2 separate regions of the Pan troglodytes genome follow, and region 2 is linked to region 1. Evidence: chromatin contacts called from public HiChIP or PLAC-seq data. All regions are on one chromosome and are shown on one strand. Each heading gives the region's core, a stretch centred on a gene start, on an enhancer-like site or on the middle of the called end of the contact. The rest is flanking DNA. Distances are from core to core; before and after follow the strand shown.

Region 1 (2,700 bases), core at 39-2,538:
GGGAGGCTGAGGGAGGAGAATAGCTTGAACCCAGGAGACGGAGGTTGCGGTGAGCCGAGATCGCCCCATTGCACTCCAGCCTGGGCAACAAGAGCGAAACTCCGTCTCAAAAAAATAAACAAATAAATTCTACAAATAGCCACTAGAATTATTAGGATAGAAAACGATGATGGGTACTAACAGATTCACTCAGAAGGAGTGGGCAACTAATTCACATTATGTGTAGCTCTGGCTTGGAGAAGACACAGGGCTTGGAGGAGGCATGACTGTTCAGCATGAATTAAAATTGATTTATGAGCTTGCTGTAGCACTTGGAATAGAAAAAAGAATCTTTTCAGCGCCTTTGACCCCTCTCTCAAATTACACCAGGGTGCAACTGAGGAACAACAGTGCCGACCACCCACTTTTCTCGACCCTTGGGGAAAATAACTTTTTTTTGGAAGGGAGAGTCAGTAGATGAGGCTGCATTTTCCACCAGGGAACACGAACTGCTGCGGGAAGATCCCAGCTTCTGGCTAAAGCTGGGGCGGTAGGAGCCGCAGGCCAGCTCGCCATCCAGTCCCCAGAGCCCGGGCTTTAGGTAAAGCGTGGAGATGCAAATCAGTTTCGCCGCCAAGGACCGGCCAGGCGCGTCTCCTCCCGGGCCTCGCAAGGAACAGGTCAGGGAGACGACTTCCAACTTTCTTTGCCGGACCCTAAACGTTCGCCGCCCCTGCCCAGCCGCCCACTCCTGGGCAGCCAGCAAGTCTCCATTCACAAGCGGCTCCATGCTGCCCAGCACTGGCGCCCCTGAGGCGCGGAGCCCCGCAGCCAAATGACACGACTTGGGGGCAAACAAGGACAAAAGTTCCCACCAGGTGGGCACTGCGGGAAGGAGGCCGACGACCCCGAGATTCTCCGAGTCCCGCGGCACGTGCGCTGCGACGCTGGCCGCTTCCCCCGCCGCTCGGGAAGGTCACGCCGCCCGGACACCGGGGCCCGCCCGGACACCGGGGCCCGCCCCGCGCCCCGCGCCCCGCTCCCTCCGCCTGGCGCGCTCCCCGCAGCTGCAGGCGCCAGACCGGGCTGCGCTCACCGCCGCGCCGGCGTGGCCGCGTCCAGCTCAGGCTCCGCCGCCCGCTCTCGGCTCCGGGTCGCCGGCTGGGGCGGCCACTTAACACCCACGTCGGCAACGGCCGGCCCTCCGCCCCGCCCTTCGCGCAGGCATCCCGGACTGCGGCCCCGCGAAGCTCAGGAGCGCCCCTGCGGCTGGGGGGCGGGCTGCGCAGGGCCGCGCCCGGGCGAGACCGGGAGCCGCCACCGCCCACCGGCCCTGCCACCGCCCCCAGCACGGGAAGCGGAAGTGGGCGTGGGGCCGCGGCGCGCACAGCCAGCCCGCGACCCGGCGTGGTGCTGCCGCCGACCCTGGTGAAGGTGGAGAGCGGGGCCTGCGCCTCCGGAGACTTTCCCACCTGTGGGATCCCCGAGACCCTCTCTGAGGCCGGACCCTTGTTAGCCCGCTGGGCTGGGACTGGGGGCTGGGGGCTGGTAACGTCAGTGGTTGGGAGGACTTACTTTTTAGCTACTTTGACCTTGTTGGGAGGCTAAGGCCTTATTTATAAGTTATATTTGAGTACAAAATTATACTTGGGATCCAAGGCCCTAATAGGAAATGCAACTAAGTATGAAAATACAGGAATTAGCCGGGCATGGTGGCTCACGCCTGTAATCCCAGCACTGTGGGAGGCCGAGGTAGGCGGATCACCTGAGGTCAGGAGTTCAAGACCAGCCTGGCCAACATGGTGAAACCCCGTCTACTAAAATTACAAAAATTTCTCCAGCGTGGTGGTGCGTGTCTGTAACCCCAGCTACTAGGGAGGCTGAGGCAGGAGAATCGCTTGAATCTGGGAGGTGAAGGTTGCAGTGAGCCAAGATTGCATCACTACACTCCAGCCTGGGCTACACAGCGAGACTCTGTTTCATAAAAACAAACAAACGACGACAAAAAAAAAAAGGTGTGGTGACACATGCCTCTATTCTCAGCTATTTGGGAGGCCAAGGCGGGAGGATCGCTTGAGGCCAGGAATTGGAGGCCGCAGTGAGCTATGATGGCACTGTTGCACTCCAGCCTGGATGACAGAGACCTCATCTCTCTCTCTCTCTCTCACACACACACACACACACACACACACACACCCCCTCCACACAGTGTAATTTTATTTTACAACTTTAAGTCTTGTTTAGATGTGCTGTTGGATTATTATTTTTTTCTTTTTTTTTCTTTTTTTTTTTTGAGACAGAGTCTCACTCTGTCACCCGAGCTGGAGTGCAATGGTGCAATCTCAGCTCACTGCAACCTCCCCCTCCCAGGTTCAAGCGATTCTCCTGCCTTAGCTTCCCAAGTAGCTGGGATTACAGGCATGCGCCACCACACCCAGCTAATTTTGTATTTTTTAGTAGAGACAGGGTTTCACCACCTTGGCCGGGCTGGTCTCGAACTCCTGACCTCAGGTGATCTGCCTGCCTCGGCCTCTCAAAGTGCTGGGATTACACGTGTGAGCCACCACGTCTGGATGTGCTATTGGATAATTACCTACGTTATTTAAGTGATTTAATTGGTGTTAGTGCTTAACATGAATGCACACTTGAGTAGACCTCCCAGGCTGTAGTAGATGCTATGATGGGATCAGAGTGCCTGGTACATGGACACTCATCAGAATC
Region 2 (2,774 bases), core at 159-2,658, 130 kb before region 1:
AGCTGCATTAAGGTATAAATATGTGTACAATCTACAAAACATTGCCAGGAGAAATTAGAGGCCACTTAAATAAACGGCCACTTAAATGGATTGAAGGACTTAATATTGTTAATATACTAGTTATCCCCAAACAGATCTATAGATCCAATGCAAGCCCAGTACAAGTCCCAGCAGTTTTGTTTTTTTTTAAACTGACAAGCTAATTCCAAAATCACCTAGAAATACAATGGCCTTAGAATAAGCCAAAGCAATCTTGGGAGAATAAAGGACTTCAAGACTTATTATAAAGCTACGTTAATTAACACAGTTTGGTAGTGGTATAAAGTCAGATAAAGACCACTCCCTCCAGCTCCCCAATCTGACCCTACCCCTGGAACGCGCTGGCAGCTTTCCCCATGGGATGTGCATGGGTCAAAGGGCGCTGAGGGAGGACCTGACCGACTGGGTTGGGAAACAAAGCGGCCGAGATCACTTCAGGCCACCTTCCGCCCCTCAGTGCTTTCGTATAGAAAAGGTTTTCCTTCTTGATCTGGGAAGCCCACTAAGAAGAAAGCCTGGGCTGTGAAGTTATGAGGAAGGGAATGAATAGTACGCGGGCGCCGGGCGCGTCTCCCCGGGCACCAGAAGGCTTTTGGCTGCTGCTAGGTCAGAACGACTTCTAGCGAGTCCCAGCCCTTTTCCATTCCCAGCGCAATGATCGCGGGAATCCAGGCGCCATCCAGGCCCCTCTGTTCACTGAAAAGACCACGCAGCCGCCAGTGACATCACGGAGACGAAAGCCATGATAAAACCCAGGGAAAACGGAGCTCGAAGTAGCTTGTGTTATATATATATATATATATATATATATATATATATATATATATATATATGTATTTTTTTTTTTTTTTTTTTGAGACGGAGTCTTGCTCTGTCGCCCAGGCTGGAGTACAGTGGTGCGATCTCGGCTTACTGCAACCTCTGCCGCCCGGGTTCAAGGGATTCTCCTGCCTCATCCTCCCGAGTAGCTGGGATTACAGGCGCGTGCCACCACGCCCGGCTAGTTTTTATATTTTTAGTAGACGGGGTTTCAGCATCTTGGCCAGGCTGGTCTTGAATTCCTGACCTCGTGATCCACCCGTCTCGGCCTCCCAAAGTGCTGGGATTACAGGTGTGAGCCACCACGCTTGGCCTGTAGCTTGTGTTATTAACGGACAAGCAAATGCCCCTGCGCGTACACGTTCTTGAGGGATAACAGTATGTTACAAAAGTGCTTCTGAGCTACTACTCCTGGAGGCTCGGTCGGAGTGCCCGCGGACGTGGGCGCGGTGGAAAAGAGGGAGAACCTGTAGGCCCAGGCCTCCGTAAACATGGCTACGATGGGCGGGGACTGGGAGCGCAGGTCCCGGGCCGGGTTGCGGGCTGGGAGGACTCGGTCCTCCACTGTCCCAGCCGGCCACGCGCCCGCGTATCGCCTCCCGTCCCGCTAGCAGCACGCTGCGTGGCTGCTCGTTGGCTGCTTAAGACGGAAGCTCGGTTGATGTTTCTGCAGAAGTTTTCCCCCTTGGGCGGTGGCGGAGCTGCTGAGCGCGATAGTAGCAGCTCCGGCGGCAGCAACATTGACTACGAGGAATGGCGGCGGCTGCCGCAGGACCTGCAGCATCCCAGAGGTGCGTGTTTTTCCTTCCCTTTGCTATTTATTTTATACCCCTTTCCTTGGTTAGTGGGCCCTGCTGAAGTCGTTTTCCTGACAGGTTTTTCCAGAGCTTCTCAGATGCTCTAATCGACCAGGACCCCCAGGCGGCGTTAGAGGTGGGAGAGCCTTTTCTGCTTCCTCCACTCCCGGCTGACCCGCCTCCTTCCAGCACCGCCTGATTAGGACTCAGGCTCTAGTGATGCTGCGTCTCAGCCCCAGTATTGAGATTCTCCGTCTCCTTTCTCTCTCTCACGGTAGCCGCGTTACCTCAGACTCCTGTCTTGCCCTTTCCACTTCCAGACTCTTGCATTCCTGAAGCTTCTGAGAAAAACTTCCTCTATTTATTGGGAGCATGGTTGGCATCTGCAGTTGGGCTGAAAGGATTTTTTTTTTTTTAATGACTAGAAGAGAAAAGTGGACTCTGGGCTCGATGAAAATTAATTTTTTCTTTTGACAATCATTGTTGCCATTCTTATGTAAAAGTGTCGGTATGAAGTCAGTCTACTGGAACAAAAACCTTTTCCCTCACGTCCCGGAAACTTTCCAGATGTCTTGTCATAGTTCATTATTCACTCATTTGTTTATTTATCAAAAAATTTTTTAGGAGTTGCTGTATGCAAAGGCGCTCATTGCTATGGGTTAGTCTTAGTTATATACTTAGCTAACCTAGAGATCATTGCTTGTAGGTGTGCAGTGAAGACAAACTATAAAGCTGTAAAGGAATGTAAAAGAGCAAGAGTTAATAAGAGTTAAAGAAGAGCCTAAGCTAAAGATAAATGATGCTGTGGGTCACAGAATTTTAACAGGAGATCTTTTTTTGTTTTTTGTTTTGTATGTTTCTTTTTGCTTTAAAGCACAGAAAAAAAGGAAACCCTGTTTTGTTGTTATGATCTAACATAAGTAAGGTTAACAATTTGAGGCAAGACAGCGTCTTTTCTAGCTATGGCTTTTATAAGAAATGTGCCACAGGGTACTAGAGGCTCTGTTAAGGTGATATTTGAGCAGAGACCTGAAGGAACAAGAGAATTAGCTTGGAACCTCTGGGGAGAGAGCATTCCAGTCAGGACCAAGAGCCAGTGCAGAGATCCTGAAGTAGGAA

Evidence for each region. HiChIP or PLAC-seq counts read pairs in DNA pulled down with a chosen protein or histone mark.
Region 2: an H3K4me3 HiChIP or PLAC-seq map of stem cell-derived excitatory neurons shows a contact between it and region 1, with 4 times the contacts expected there. The contact joins the promoter of LOC129136722 here to the promoter of SLC25A15 in region 1. A contact is called at or near these places in 1 of 7 Hi-C or Micro-C datasets (stem cell-derived neural progenitor cells) and 1 of 1 datasets of contacts at active chromatin or transcription factors (stem cell-derived excitatory neurons).

The regions. Positions count from the first base shown.
Region 1 is chr14:39,885,712-39,888,411 of NHGRI_mPanTro3-v2.0_pri, reverse strand. It overlaps SLC25A15 (solute carrier family 25 member 15), which reads right to left and starts at 1,288. Exons shown (of 7, transcript XM_054664899.2): 1 at 1,076-1,288.
Region 2 is chr14:40,016,315-40,019,088 of NHGRI_mPanTro3-v2.0_pri, reverse strand. LOC129136722 (phosphatidylinositol 3,4,5-trisphosphate 3-phosphatase TPTE2-like) reads left to right here and starts at 1,408. Exons shown (of 7, transcript XR_010150653.1): 1 at 1,408-1,649.